Regions from separate parts of the Sus scrofa genome. Here region 2 is linked to region 1. Evidence: chromatin contacts called from public HiChIP or PLAC-seq data. All regions are on one chromosome and are shown on one strand. The core of a region is the stretch at or near the end of the contact, and the rest is flanking DNA. Distances in the headings are between cores, read along the strand shown.

Region 1 (7,786 bases), core at 3,460-5,959:
TACCTTTCAGGGAGTGTCCCCTGGCCTGGGCTCTTCCCTGTTCCTGAACTCAGGCTCCCTAGGGTGCACAGAGGTGCGGGGCGAGCCCGCGCTGGCCGCCTTTCCCTCCAATGGTCCCTGCACAGTCCTCTCGCTGAGATGGCAAACCGTCATCCGTCCTCCGTTAGCCGCTGGGCTTGTGGTGTAATTAAAGCAAGCTTCCACTAATTATGCTAATTGTGCTCCCCCAAGCTCCTGCGGTTATAATTTGCATAAGAAGATGACGGTTAAAAAAAAATAAGGGCACACCATTTGTACTGTAATTTCCCCCCATGGAAAAATAAGCAGCACCTAGAGGTTTCCATGAAAGGAGAGAAATGAAGGGCAGTTGACCTCAGAATGAGGGCTGCAGAGAGTGAGCGGAGACAAGATGGGGTGGGCGGAAATGAGGGCAGCGAAGGAAAGCAACAACAACAATGAAATTGTGATCCAGGCCGTCCGTGTGCAGGGATTTGTGTGAGCAGCCTTGCCCTGTACAGACCTCTCGTCCCCCACCCCCGACTTAGACGTCAGCTAGGGAGACGGCTCGGAGGAAGGCAAGGAGCTTGAGAGCCAACAGCGCATCTGTGATCCAGTCAGGAGAGACGTGAAGCCCCTCGCACTGTACCTCATGACCTCAGGATCTCAGGGGACAAGGGGACCAGTCAGGACATTCTGGGCAGGAGACTGTTACTGCTTGTATGTGACTAGAAGCTTCTGAAATAACTCCCTCATTCAGTCAACAAATCCTTACTGAACACTCACGGCCTGCCCTGCCCTGCCCTGCTCCAGGCACTGGGACAGCCAGAATCTCGAGAATTGAGGCTTGGAGCTAGCTTTAGAGATAGGGGCTGGGCACGCTGGGGCCTGTTTAGCCAGGTCAGGTGTCTGCTCATCTCAAGGGGGGAGAGTGGTCAGGGATCTTCGGGGAACCAGGCCCAGGGCAAGCTGGGTCTCGAAGGGTTCTTAGTTTGTGAGCTCTCCGCTCTGGGAACTTTCGGTGTGCTGCGTGATGGGAGGTGGGCAGGGAGCGTTCAGCTGCTAAGAACATGTTTGAGAAACATCCCAGTTTAGCAGCTCATTAAGTTGGCAGTTAAGCCCGAGTGCTCTATCAGTCTGGCGCTGGATCCCTGCTCACTTTCCATCCTGGAAGTGCAGCAGGTGTGGGCCAGTCTTCCGGGCCGTGCCTTGGGATCTGGCTGTCATGATCACCTCCATGCCCACAGAGCGCCCCACTGCACAGGGAGGTGGACACATGCAGATTCCCCAGGGCAGGTAACTGCAGTCACCACTGGATGAGGGCCTGGCTCATTGAATTCTTATCACAATCCCGTAAGATCCAGAGAGTTCCCGTTTTGCAGGTAAGAATCAGAGCAAGATGCTATACTAGTCCCCTTGGATATAAAACACATTGACCCCTTCTCATAACCCCACAAGAGAGCTATTATTCTCAGTTCTGTTCTACAGATGGGAATGTGAGCACCAAAGGTCAGCTAACCTTCCCCAAAAACCCCACAGTTGGGAAGATCAGGTGCTGGGATTAACCCTGGCCGGTCTGGTACCAGCATCTGTTCACGTGACCCTCTGTCATACTCCTCTCATTTTGCAGAGGGGAAACCGAGGGGCAGGAAGGTGATCTGAGCCCATGTTGTATCCGATTCGAGATCTAAGTCCACGGTATGACCAGGTCTGCTAAGCTTGTTGAGTGCTGTGTCCGTAAGGATAGAGTGTGAGAATGGAAACCAAGGGAAACATCTTTCTGATTGTCAGGGTGGACCCGTGGGAGTGCTACCAGGACACCTGGCAGACGACCTGCAGCGTTCTCGAACACCATCGGGACCTCATGAAGGTGAGCTGGGCCCAACAGCCCACAGAAGCCGGGCAGGCCAGGCAAAGGGTGTCTCCTGCTTCTTGGCCATTAGTGGCGGAGGCCAGGCTCTGAGCAGCACCCAGGAGGGCAGTGACTTAGGAACCCAGAGCAGCACCAGAGGCTGCTCCCTGCCTGGATGTGACCTGGGGACAGTTTTCATCTTCTGGCAGTGAGTTTGAGGTGGGCTTAAGATCACAGCTGGAAAACTTTGGAAAGGGAGGAGAGAAGGAGGACCAGACAAAGAAAGTCAGGAGGAGAGGGGGCGCTGGGCAGAGGAACCAGCATCCAGGTCCTCCTGCCGCACATCTTGGGCACCCAGCGGTCCTCTCACTGCAGCTTAGCACGCTGGGACTGGAGTGCTCCTGACCCACGGGCATCGCCGTCATGAGAACATTCCTCCTCACGAGAGCCCGAGGGGAGTTCCCGTCATGGCTCAGTGGTTAACAAATCCGACTTGGAACCATGAGGTTGTGGGTTCAGTCCCTGGCCTCACTCAGTGGGTGAAGGATCCAGCGTTGCCATGAGCTGTGGTGTAGGTCGCAGATGCGGCTCAGATCCGGCGTTGCTGTGGCTGTGGTGTGGGCCGGCAGCTATGTTGATCTTTGTCTGTGGCTGGGGAGGGCTCAGCATCAGGCTCAGCAGAGGTGAGGAGGATGGATTGCTCTGATTCGACCCCTAGCCTGGGAATCTCCATATGCTGCGGGTGTGGCTCTAATAAGACAAAAAAAAAAAAAAAAAAAAAGAGTCTGCGGGCAGATGGTGTTCTCAGCCTCGTTTTATCTGTGGGTAAGAGGAAGCACCGAGAGGTGAATTGGGGTCTCTGAGGACACAGTGACTGCCTAGTCCACACAAGGGGTGCCCGGGCTGGCGGCAGGAGGCAGTGACAGAGGAGCTGGTTGCTGGTAAGCACAGGTTCCACACCAGCCAGCAGCACCGGCCGCATGTGCAGAAAGCAGCCTTCGCAGATCAATACCAACCCATCGACTCCCACCCAGACAGGATGAAAAGCCCGCCCACCGAGACAGGCTGCAGTCCCTCCTCCTCCCTCCGCTGAGCCTGATGCTGAGCCCTCCCCAGCCCCCGGCAGAGATCAAAATGGCATCTTCGGGACACAGGGAGCGCCTCCCTCCCACCTGCGTTTGCCGTCAGAGGGCCTGTCAGAATCTTCTCCTTGGAGGGCTCTCAGCAGCCCCAGAGCCCCCACACTCCACCAGCTGTGCACAGTGCTTTATTTCAACAGTGCTGGATCTTGGGGGCTCCAGGCCACCCAGGAAGTCAAGAGCAAGGGCAGTAGAAAGGACTGGCTGGCTGCGGCTTCACCTGTTAAGTTCCTTCCCCGTGGAATTGAAGAAATCCCATCCCCCTTCTTTCTGCTTTCAGAACCCTTCACACACATCCTGAGTCTGTCCTGGGCCCCCTGGAAAGGACTCTGACATAGAGTGGCGCTGACCTGCTCCTCTGGGCTGGTCTGAACAGCAGCAGTGATCAAAGACCTCTCCTCTTGCTGTATAAGGATGTATCGGTCAGGACAGGCTAAGATAGGCCAACATCCTTCACATCTCAGTGGCTTCACATGAGTGAATTTCTCACACTACATGTCAGCTGGGGACGCGGCTGGGGACCAGCGCTCCTTCTGCTCACCCAGGAGCTGCAGGCTGCACGATGGAAGGGAGGAACCAGGGGCCCCGCAGGCAGGCCTGAGCCCTGGCTATACCAGCCAGGAAGCCTGGCTGCTGTTTCTGCTGTCTAGATGTCTGGGCTTCTCGAACCCTCCCTCTGTTACTCATGCCCAGAGGCAGGAGTCTGGGCCAGTGATGCTTGGCTGGGGCCGCAGCTGTTGCGGTCATGGTCATAGACCCGCAGCTAATGTCAGTCATGATGCACTTTGGAGTGGGAGCTTGGAGCTGCCTGTCTCCCCAGTCCCAGCGTCAGGCCTGTGTTCCTGCGTGGAAAGCAAACCTCTTGGGGGGGGAGGAGAGAGACGCGGGATGGATAGGTGATACAGGCTTTTGAGAACATGGGAGCACGTGGGGGCAGAGTGGAGCAGGTGGCTAGCACTGTTCTCCTCCAGCACCAAACAGGTCCAATGGGACGAATGATGCACACGCTGCAGGAGGAAGAAAGTCCTCAGTTACCACACCAGTTATTTGATGGGCATGTGGCATTTTCTTTCCTGGAGGTGAAATCATAATAAAAAAGGGCAGACTGTCCCCTCCACTCCACTGGCTGCAGCTGGGCGGAGACTCCCACAAAGCCGGCTGAGAAGACCCCCGTGGTCCCCGACCTCAGCTGGCCCCCAGATGTGGCCGGATGCTGTCGTGACCATCTCCTGTCAGGAATACTGCAGCAGTGACAGGTCACCCCACAAGAGGGAATGCCTGCCCTTCCAGGGCTTGGGAGGACTCACACGCTGCTCTGGCTGCGGGATTGCGGGTGGAAGATGTCTTGGAGGGTGACCTCAGCCCTGGGACTTGGGGACCCTCTGGCAGCCAGACTCAGTAATGCGGAAAGGGTGATGGTTGGCTTTCAGGGAAGGGACCTTGAATAAGCAAGGGCTCTGGGAAGCTAAACAGATTGAAAATTCATCCTTTGTTTCTCTCTCCCACCCACTCAGGCAAAGGGGCGGGGGTTGCTTCTGGGTCAGCTGTGAAGAATGCTGCGTTATCAGTTCTGTGTTTTCTGTGGCCCTAGAGAGAAGCAGCGGGCCAGATAACACGGGACAATGGATAATACACATAGAATTTCCGTTTGGCTCTGGAATGTGCATTCACACTGTGAGCAGGCGCAAGAGTGCCCAGAACCCCGCCCCCCCTTCCTGCAGCACAAACACATCCTGCTCTGCCTGGCACCACTCCCGGCCTGGCCCTGCCATTGGCATCTCTGGCCTGGAGAGGTGGCAGGTGGTGATAGCGCCTGGTGTTTGTATGACCTTTCCCAAGCTTGTACAGCCCTTTTGCAGACATGACCTCATTTGAGCCCCATGAAGCAAGGGGGGGTGGAGGGGCAGGTATGCATGATCCGCAGGAGGTCACAACGTGTACAAAGTTCCTGCTACATGCCGGATGCACTAGAGGCACTCGGTGTGTGTTCGCTTGGGTAATCTTGCCGCAACCCAGAAAGGCAGCTCTGTTCCCTCTGTGTGTCAGGTTCCTGAATGGAGATTCAGGGGCAGTTAAGTAGCTATCCAAGGTCACACAGCCAGAGGGGGGCAGAGCTCAAACTCGAACCCAAGTCTGTGCATCAACACATCCCGTGCTTTTTCCCATTGAGCTCTCTTGCCTCCTGCCAGCCTCGTGTGGTCATGGGACAGCTGGGTCTAGAACCCACCCCAGTCCTCTTTCGCAGCTCCAGGACACCTCACGATGGTGGACAAGCAGATGAGCATTTGGCAATAACTGGGAAACGCTTGCGTAAGTCACTTGGCTAATGTCACCGACTCTGCCCTTCTTCCCCTAGCGGGTGACTGGCTGCATCCTCTCCAATGTTAACACACCCTCCATGACACCTGTCATCGGACAGCCCCAGAATGAGACCTCCCAGCCCATTTACCAGAACAGCAATGTGCCCACCAAGCCCACGGCAGGTAAGGAAACGTTGCTATAGAACAGTGGTCCTCAAGCTTCAGAATTGCCTGGATGGCTTGTTCAAATCCAGATCGCTAAATGCCACCCCAGAATTTGATTCAGTGGGGCTAGGAGGAAAAGAATTTGCGCTTTTAAAAAGGTGACGCTGATGCTCTGGTCCAGGGACTGTACTTTGGGAACTCTTAATATAGAGCATCAGAGAGAAAGAGCCGCAGTGAAAGAGACAGGGACAGAGACAGAGAGAGAGACGGGGTGATGGTGCGCATTTTACGTAAATGTGGTTGCCTTAACCGGGGATCGAAGCTGCAAAGGGGGAGTTTTCTCTGCCTTTTCCAAGGGGTTGAGGATCTTGCCCAGGGTCACAGAGCAGGGATGTAGCGGGGCCAGGAGTCAAACCCAGGCACTCTGTAGCCAGAGCCCCACACCTCAGCCATCCCTTTGGTGACAAAGAGCAGCACCGCCCCAACACTTAGCCAACAGCTAGTACTATATGCTTGCACGGTGCTCAGTGCTTTACAGGGGTTTTCATTTAATGCAGTACTTCTGTGATGTAGATACTCTAGTCTTGTTTACAAAGGGAAAACAGCTTCAGAGAAGGTAAGTGATTTGCTTAAGGTCACACAGCTCAGGAGTAGAAGAGCCAGAGTTCATGTTTAGAACTGTCTGATTCCAAGGTCCATGTTCTAGGATTTTCTTCTAGGCCAATTTGCAAGAGACAGATCCTAGTATTACTTTTCAATCCTAGAGACCATGAGCTGTTTTGTGATCAGTCTGTCATAAATAGGGTAATTCATAAGGAAGAGCCAGAATTGCATAGTTTGCATACAGCTCTATGTGGGGCCTGAGAAAAAATTTCTGGATTAGAGCCCAGAGAGATCACTGAAAACCAGATCCCCCTCAGCCAAAGTAGGATGTCTGATTATTCTAAAGACCATCTGCATGGGAAAGAAGGCCTTCGCCCAGCAGAAATTATTCTGAGTTCCTTGCCACAGGCCGAGTCTCCGTGGATTTGGGCATTAGTGTTTCATGTTGGGAGTGGCTGAGAAAAAGCCCACGGTATTTAAAAAAAAAAAAAAAAAAAAAAGTGCAAACAGAGCACATGTCCATTAAATGGAAAATACACTACAGCATATTTACAACTTTTGTTACATAGACCAATCTGCATAACACATATAATAAAAATAGAAGAAAAATACTAAGTGAATGCTTTAGTGGTGATTATCTCTAGCCGTGGAATAATGGGTGCTTTTTATTTTCCTTTATATATATATGTTCCCCTTCCATATTTTCCAATTTTTCAATAGTGTAATAAACACGATTAGAAAATAGATTCCCATCTAGGGCTCAGAATGCTTATGCCTTGGACCGTGGATGCGGAGAGGGAGTTGGGGCTGTCAGGTTTCTGTTCTTTCTCTCTGTCCTCCTCCTGCCTCCCCCGCCCCAACCCCCGCCCCTCCAGAGCAGCTACATTGATTCCAGCGGCCCAAACTCAGGGCTGAGGGGAGTGTGAGTTGTGAGTGGTTCCCCCTCTGTCCCTTGCTCTCTCTCATAGCCAAGATCCTGGGAAAGGTGGGTGAGAGCCTAAGCCGGATCTGCTGTGTCCGCCCGCCGGTGGAGCGCTTCACCTTTGTGGGTAAGGATGCAAGGACTTTCTTGACCAATCCTGCCTCTTTTCTTTCCCTCCTCCCTTCATCCATTCAGCAGATGCTCCCGGCCCCAGCACCTGCTGCTGTGGGATAAGCATCTATAGAGCCATGGTTGAGAGGAAACAGAGGATGTTCAGGACCTCGGGGCCAAGCCGTTAGGGGAGCCCAGAGGCACAGTCATCCTGGCCCCGGGGCACCTGGAGACTTCCTGTACTCCTCTCCTCTCCTGGGCTATGCTGGTCCTCCCCTCTATAGAGTGTGTCCACAGAGGTCTCAGGGGCCCAGCATCCCCCACCCCGGGCCCTCCCAGCTCTGGCAGGGTCAGTACTCCTGCTGAGAGGCTAAGAACCCACAAGCCCTTTCCTTTGCTGCACCCTGAGGACCCAACATGGATGAGAGCATCTGAGAACATCTGTCTCTGGAGCTCTTTCCCATACAAACCCCAAATCCCACCCAGCAGAAGAGCTGAAAGCCCAACCCTCATTCATTTGACTCTTGGGGGGTGTCTTCTGCCTTTCCTGAGATTTCCAGCTTCCAACCTTGAAAAGGAACTAAGAGGGATGTTGAGGAGACAGGGAGGCAGGGGGCCAAGCTGGCATCTCTGTGGTTCTGTGCACCCTTAGAGCACACGGCAAAGCCTGGGTCTTGCGTCTTCCCCAGGCTCTGCA
Region 2 (7,786 bases), core at 3,340-5,839, 300 kb before region 1:
CAGAAACGGGATTCTTATTTCAGAAAACAACAATTTTTCCTCATTACAGCAGCACCTGTGGCATATGGAAGTTCCTTGGCTCGGGTTCCAAATGGAGCTACAGCTGCCAGCCTACACCACAGCCATAGCAACTCGGGATCCAAGCCACGTCTGTGACCTACACTGCAGCTCAGGGCAGCACCAGATCTTTAACCCACTGAGTGGGGCAGGGGTTGAACCTGTGTCCTCATGGATACGAGTCAGGTTTGTTGGCACTGAGCCACAGCGGGAACTCCTTGCCATCTTTTAGTATCAGCGCTTGTAGATTTACTGCATTCTATCTCTATTTACTCATATCATAATCCAGCTAAGCACTCCCTGTTGGTGGGCACTTAGTTTTAAAAAAAATTCTTACCTATTACAACTATTATAAACCTGCCACAATGTGCATATGTGGGGGCATCGGGGGAGGGACATATTTGTACGTTTCCATATTTCAGCAGAACGGGTTTCTAGAAGTGGACTGCTGAATCAAAGTGTGTTACAAGCATATTACAAAGTGTATTATAAGCATGTTCTCCAGAAAGGTTGTACCAGTTTCAACTTTTCCAAAGCTGAGTGTGCACATTTTTTAGAGTGACGTCCCTGGATGAATTGGTCTATTTACCTTTTGAGGGAACCGAGACGCTGTTAAATGTGGGAACATCTAAGTGCAATGGAGGAAAATTTGTCAAAGATTATGGCTGAAATCAGATAGCCTCAGCTCCAGTCTCTGATGAGGCTGGTTCTTCTTCTTCTTCTTTTTTTTTAATTACTCATCAAATTTTATTACATTTATATTTGTGCAACGATCATCACAACCCAATTTTATAGCCTTTCCATCCCAAACCCTCAGTGCATCCCTGTACCCCCCAACCTGTCTCCTTTGGAAACCATAAGTTTTGCAAAGTCTGTGCGTCAGTCTCTGTTCTGCAAAGAAGTTCATCGTGTCCTTTTTTTAGATTCCACATGTCAGTGAGAGCATTGGATGTTGGTGTCTCATTGCCTGGCTAACTTCACTCAGCATGATAATTTCTGAGTCTGGTTCTAATTCTGCTTTGTGGCTCTGTGATAGAACTTGACCCAGAAATGCAGCCGGGTGGCCTCACCCACACAAGGTGACCTCACCACAAACAGGGTGACCCTGAGAGGTTCCCACAAGACATGGCTTCTCATCCAGGGTAGGACATTCACGTGATGGATGCTCCCGGAGCTGACCCACGATACTCCCATCAGGAAGCGGCAGGGGCCATTGGGTGACAAATTCCTTCCCCAGAGGGGGAGGGGACACTGCAGGGCCTCGGGTCTGGGAAGGGTCCTTCCTGAAGCTTTTCTAGCCCAGAAATCTTCAGGGGGAACTGAAGAATCTCAAAGCCAGAAACCCTTAAAAATAGCTGGGCATCCAAAGTCTGACCATTTTGTGCACAGATCCAGGCTGTATTTGTTCCAGTTCCAAGACTACCCTCATGAGCTCCCTTGAAAAGGGAGCACACTGGTGGTGATGGCATACACAGGTAATAATTCACTTAACATGTGTGCATTTTACTACATATAAGTTATATTTCAAAAGAGAGAGGAAGGCATGGGGCGGGTGGCGGGGAGGAGCATCAAAGGGGAACATGCAAGAGAAGAAAAAGGAAGGGAGGGGCAATAGGCCACAGGGTCCGGCGGCATCTGGCTGTTCGTGCACCTCTCCTCAGGATGCTGGGGGCACAGGGACCTGTGGGCCTCCACGCTGAGTCCCAGCCTGGACCACGTGAGCCCCTGGTGCTAGCCGAGCCCTTTGTTCAGCAATGGAGCATCCATTGTTGAGAGTCAACAGTAGAAATGCACCTTGCTGTACAGTAGAAAACTGACAGATCAGGAGTCCCTGTGGCACAGCAGAAACAAATCCGACTAGGAACCATGAGGTTGTGGGTTCCATCCCTGGCCTCACTCAGTGGGTTATGGATTCGGCGTTGCTGTGAGCTGTGAGCTGTGGCTTGGATCTGGTGTTGCTATGGCTGTGGTGTAGGCCAGCAGCTACAGCTCCGATTGGACCCCTAGCCTGGGAACCTCCATATACTGCAGGTGTGGCCCTAAAAAAAGACAAAAGATTTTTAAAAAAAGAAAAGAAAATTGACAGAACACCATAAGCCAGCTATAATGGAAAAAAATTAAAATCATTAAAAAAAAAAACAGTCGAAGGGGTGGAGCTTTTAGAAGAGCTTCTCTGTGAGTCCAACCTATGATTATGTAACAGTGCGAAGTGTTCTGAAGATTCTCCCCCCGCCCCCCCACACCCTCCCTTTCATTTTATGACCTTCTAGGGAGAAACAGGAGGCTGCCATTCATCTCAGAGGAGAATGGTCATGGTGGAGCCAGGGAAGAAAGGCAACACACTGTTGGCTTTTTTTTTTTTTTTTTTTAATTTTATTGGAGTAGAGTTGAATCACAGGGTGGTCATAATTTCCACAAAGTGGTTCAGTTTTACACGATGTGCACATATTCATTCTTTTTCAGATTCTTTTTCCACATGGATTGTCACAGAATACTGGGTAGAGTTCTCTGTGCGACACAGCAGGTCCCCATTGGCCAGTCAGTGTGCATGGGCCCCTCCCAAAGTCCGTCCCTTCTCCCACCACCTGTCCCCTTTGGTAACCACAAGTTTGTTCTCAAAGTCTGTGAGTCTATTTCTGTTCTGCAAATATGTTCATTTATATCCTTTTTTTTAGATTCCACATGTAAGTGATATCATATGATGTTTGTCTTTCACTGTTTAATTTCACTTTGTATGATAATCTCTAGGTCCATCCATGTTGCTACAAACGGCATTATTTCATTCCTTTTCATGGCTGAGTAATAGTCCACTGTATATATGTACCACATCTGCTTGATCCATTCATCTGTCAAGGGACATTTAGGTTGCTTCCATGTCTTGGCTATTGTAGTAGTTGCAATGTACATTAGGGTGCCTTGTCTTTTCGAATTAGGGTTTTCTCCAAACAGATGCCCAGAAGCAGGATTGCTGGATCATACGGTAGTTCTATTTTAGTTTTTTGAGGGACCTCCATACTGTTTTCCATAGTGGTTGTACCAGTGTACATCCCTGTTGAGTGTAGGAGGGTTCCCTTTTCTCCACACCTCTCCAGGATTTATTGTTTGTAGACTTTTTGATGATGTCCAGTCTGACTAGTGTAAAGTGGTATCTTATAGCAGTTTTGATTTGCATTTCTCTAATAATTAGTGGTGTTGAACATCTTTTTTTTTTTTTTGCACTCTGTATGTCTTCTTTGGAGAAATATCTATTTAGGTCTTCTGCTCATTTTTTTGATTGGGATGTTTATTTTTTTGACATTGAGTTCATGAGTTGTTTGTATATTTTGGAGATTAATCCCTTGTCTGTTGCTTCATTTGCAAATATTTTCTCCCATTTTGTGGGTTATCTTTTCATTTTGTTTGTGTTTTTCTCTGGGGTGCAAAAACTTTTAAGTTTAATTAGGTCCCATGTATTTATTTTTGTTTTTATTTTCATTACTCTAGGAGGTGCTGGCTTTTAAATTTGATAATGGGAGTTCCCATCATGGCTCAGCAGAAATGAATCTGACTAGTATCCATGAGGAGACAGGTTCAATCCCTGGCCTTGCTCAGTGGAATAAGGATCCGGCATTGCCATAATCTGTGGTGTAGGTCTCAGGCATGACTCGGATCTGGTGTTGCTGTGGCTGTGGTGTAGGCCAGTGGCTACACTCTGATTCAACCCCTAGCCTGGGAACCTTCATATGCAAAAAAAAAAAAAAAAAAAGCAAAGCAATGGTCCTTATGTAACCCTAGAAGGTGGGGCAGAGGGATGGAGGATATTTGCCGAGCCAGTCTCCTCTGCCCTCTGACACCTTCCCCTTTCCAACACCCCCTCCCCTGCTCCCCAGCCCCGAGGAGATAAAGGAAGAGAAGCCAGTTGGATGGGGGCTCAGAGGAGGGGCACAGAGGGGCCATCATCTCCCAGGAGCAGCTAGCTCCAAAGGGGGAAAATGACAGAGCCCTGCAAAAGTTTGGAAATTTCAGAGTACAGGAGCTTGAAGAGGTTTAAACTGAGTATGCCTGGAACTGAATAAGATTATATTTTCTGCCACTAGCAGAAAAAGAGAACTAAAAATAGAAAGCTTGGAAAAATACAGACTTTTTTTTTTTTTTCATAGTTCTCTTAGTGGGAAAGTGACTATTTGCCCCCAGAGTACGAGTTGGGGAGTGGATGCTTTGGCCCGTGTTCTGTATCACCCTTATCACAAAGAGGAATTTTCCAAGCGTAGAGATCACGTAGGTGCCCTAATGAAGACAGATAAGGGGGGGGGGTGATAGTTAGGGCTCAGCTCTTGTCCTCTGGAGATTTTCATCCAGAATGTCAGCTCAGACACCAAATGGGAAAATTAGAAGGTACTAGATTTCCCCTCTGCCCTTGCCAAGAAAGATGTTTCCCAGGCCCCCGTGCCCAGGCCTGCCAGACCAAATTAGGAAAAGAGAGCCACATGACAATGAGGCTCATTTCACAGTGCTTTTCACTTCCTCATTGCTGAATGTGACTCAGGGGACACCCAGGAACCGGCTGAGGGAGAGAGGCTTCAGTTCATCGAGTGCTCCCTGTGGGTGGCTATAGGTCAAGCAAAGAGAGATGCTATGAAGAAGGGCTTCTGTAGCCTGGACCACCACCTGGGCACCTGGGCCCCTTCACTCCCTCCCCTCCCCACACCCCAGCCTAACCCTGGCCTCCAAAAGAAGCAGAAATGTCCCCTGTGTTCACTCAGGAAATGGGGGGTTCAGTTCTAAGAGCTGGACTCAGGGATCGACTTTTTCAAGTTCACAGGAACAAATGAACCTATGATGCTATGGTTTATCTCCCCAAAGGGGTTCATGGTGAACGGATGCATGGAGTAATCAGCCAAAGTGCAGAAGCCCCACCGCGGGTGCTTGAACGGTTGGGAAATCATTGCTGGAGCAAGAGCAGTCATCATAACCAATCAAGTGCTGGCTCGAGATTTTGCAACCTGGACCCAGAAGAATCACTGGAGGCCTAGACAGGTGTCATAGCTTCACACATTATAAGAAGCACAGAAAATCTTACAGAAAGCCAGGTGGCTGAAAGACAGCCAAAAATGAAAAAGGAATCCCTTTGGTTCATGGAGTACGAACATCAGGTTGGAACAGCCAATCTGCTGAAACACTTTAATTCTGAAAGAAGGCAGAATTCATTTGAATACATTTGTTCAAAATTTGAAGAACTTAAGCAGGAGCCATTTTCATCTTCTGGGAATGGTGTAGAGTATACTTTCATATGAATTGGTCCTGTCTCTATTGTTTTACTCTGGCTCAGCTTATCTCTCCAGAGTCACATGTAGGGTTTTTCAGGGCAAGCATCTTTCTCTCTCTCTCTCTCTCTTTTTTTTTTTTTTTGTTTTTGGCTGCGCACTCTCCGTGCACCCTCCCCATCCCTCCACGGGGCCAGGAATCACACCCACACCACGTCAGCAACCCCAGCCATGGCAGCGACAACACTGGCTTCCCCACCCATCAGGCCACCAGGGAACTCCAGGGCAAGAATCCTGAGCCAGCCCTTGCTTAAGAGGACACTAGAGTACGGGGATTGGGGCTTTGTAATTATTTAAGGACTTACCTAAGCTTGATATCCATCTTGGATTTCAATATTCCATTTCCCTTTCTCAGTTAAAACAACAAGTACAAAATTGAAAATAAAATGATCACAAGGTAATTTCAAAAAGCAGCTGGTTCGCGGGGACAGCATTGTGACTTTATTGCCTGAACAAAAAGAAAGTGAATTTGCTGGCCTTTGAGCTGCTAAATTTAAAACATGAACATTTGACTTCAAAACAGAACCAAGAGCCAATTTGTTAATCATTGTCCCAGAACTGAGCAAAAGCATCTGATTTTTAAAGCTACTTATTCATGGTCTACTGAATTGTTTTATTCCCCGAAACTCCATCTTGAAAGAAAAAAAAAAAAAGCCCTCTGCAAAATGACGCTTCCTGTTTGTCACCTGTTCAGTGCTTTTCCTCAGACCTGATAAGCAGGGCCCTGCTGAGTTTTGGTTCTTCCAGCTGGTACCCAGGTTGCCATAGCGATGCTAGGAGCGGAATCCAGGGTGAACGGATGTCTGAGACATCTCTGCTTGAGGCCTGAAAACAGCTTTGTGGGAGCTTCGCAGATGACACAGATGTTTCCAGAGTTAAAATGAAAGTCCCAGGGAGCAGGGATTCACCTGCTTCTTCCCCAGGCAGAAGAAAATCTAATTGTTTAAGAGTTTGACTTTGGCAGATGACCTCAGCAGTCCATCATTTCACGCATCATCTCAGGAAAGCTAGAGGTCACCAGATCCTCGGTCCCACCTGCAGGGACAATCTGCTCCCTGCCTGCCTCTCTGTCAAGGTGCCCTAGCCCGAGCCAGAGAAGAATTTTGGACCCTCCTATGGCTCCATGGGATGAGAGAAGTACGGCCCAGGGCAATGGCAAAGGGGACGGATGGGGCTGTGGGGCCAGTTTCTTTCAGCTGAAAATGCTGGAGACTGGGGCCCCGGGGCCAGCTCCCCGAGGCACAAGCACCACAGCTGACGAAGGAAGAACACAGGGCTATGCCAGGGATTCCAAATCCAAATTTCCCAGACAGTTGTTACATTTCTGGCTATTTTTGGTTAGAGCTCCGATTGGACCCCTAGCCTGGGAACCTCCATATGCCACAGGTACAGCCCTAGAAAGACAAAAAAGTAAAGAAAGAAAGAAAGAAAGATAGGAGGGGAATTCCCATCGTCAAATCCTGCCCTGCCCCTAAGCAGGAAAGCATCGTTCCTTGGGGAAAAAAAAAGGTTTAGTTGTTGTGTTGTTTGTTTGTTAATTAGGGGGGAAATCTTTGACCTCCTTTGGATTGTGGCAAAGAAGAACATTGCCAAACTGTATCCAGAATAGGTGAGATGCTTCCGAAGTGGCAATTTCTCTTTGCCTCTTTTTTTTTTTTTTTTTCCTTTTGCCACCCAGAGGCATATGGAGTTCCCCAACCAGGGATTAGATCTGAGCCACAGCTGTGACCTATACCACAGCTGCAGCAACTTGAGGTCCTTAACTCACTGTGCCAGACAGAGATGGAACCCATGTCCCAGAGTTCCAGAGATGCTGCAGATCCCATTGGGCCACAGTGGGAACTCCTCTTTCCCTCTTCTTTATTGAGCACACATTGCCCTTGGAGTCAGACAGACCTGCATTTTAATCATGGTAATTTATGAGCTCTGTAACCTTGAGCAAGTTACTTAAGTAAGACTCAGCTTCCTTTACTATCAATGGGTTTTGTAGCCACAAGTGAAGCCTGTGCACAAGTGCTTGAACCTTGCTGGCGCACAGTGAGAGCTCAATACAAAGTGACAGCGACTCAGGATTAGCATTAGTTGCCCCTCCTACCCCGAAAAGGGTTCAGCCTCTGCAACTTCAGCAATTAGATGCATAATTATCCTCAAGGGGAAGCTTGCAAATATGGACTTGAGCTCATCTTTGGGGACTCACAGTGGCAAATAAGCAGTCACACTGGGAAGAAGACATCTTAGAAAGGGCTGGGCGGGTCCTGCTCTGCTTTTCTTTTTTCTTTTCTTCCTTCCTTCCTTCCTTTTTTCTTTCTTTCTTTCTTTCTTTCTTTCTTTCTTCCTTTCTTTCCTTCTTTCCTTCTTTCCTTCTTCCTTCCCTCCCTCCCTCCTTCTTTCCTTCCTTGCTTTCTTGCTTTTTAAGGCCACACCCA

Evidence for each region. HiChIP or PLAC-seq counts read pairs in DNA pulled down with a chosen protein or histone mark.
Region 2: a contact with region 1 is called in an H3K27ac HiChIP or PLAC-seq map of skeletal muscle, with 4 times the contacts expected there. The contact joins two enhancer-like sites. A contact is called at or near these places in 1 of 5 promoter capture datasets (liver), 19 of 47 Hi-C or Micro-C datasets (adipocytes, alveolar macrophages, embryonic fibroblasts and 12 more) and 2 of 2 datasets of contacts at active chromatin or transcription factors (alveolar macrophages and skeletal muscle).

The regions. Positions count from the first base shown.
Region 1 is chr9:124,523,279-124,531,064 of Sscrofa11.1, reverse strand. It overlaps NMNAT2 (nicotinamide/nicotinic acid mononucleotide adenylyltransferase 2), which reads left to right. Exons shown (of 14, transcript XM_021063806.1): 7 at 1,789-1,867; 8 at 5,345-5,471; 9 at 7,025-7,105. Among named protein-coding and RNA genes, the nearest start is that of LAMC2, 100 kb to the right of the region's middle. Within about 2 kb of position 4,709, at least 38 of the 83 cell types and tissues checked have an H3K27ac peak or open chromatin away from gene starts, as enhancers often do. A contact at or near this core is called in liver, omental adipose tissue and skeletal muscle, where this site is marked.
Region 2 is chr9:124,819,959-124,827,744 of Sscrofa11.1, reverse strand. No RefSeq gene overlaps it. Among named protein-coding and RNA genes, the nearest start is that of NCF2, 16 kb to the right of the region's middle. Within about 2 kb of position 4,589, at least 38 of the 83 cell types and tissues checked have an H3K27ac peak or open chromatin away from gene starts, as enhancers often do. A contact at or near this core is called in liver, omental adipose tissue and skeletal muscle, where this site is marked.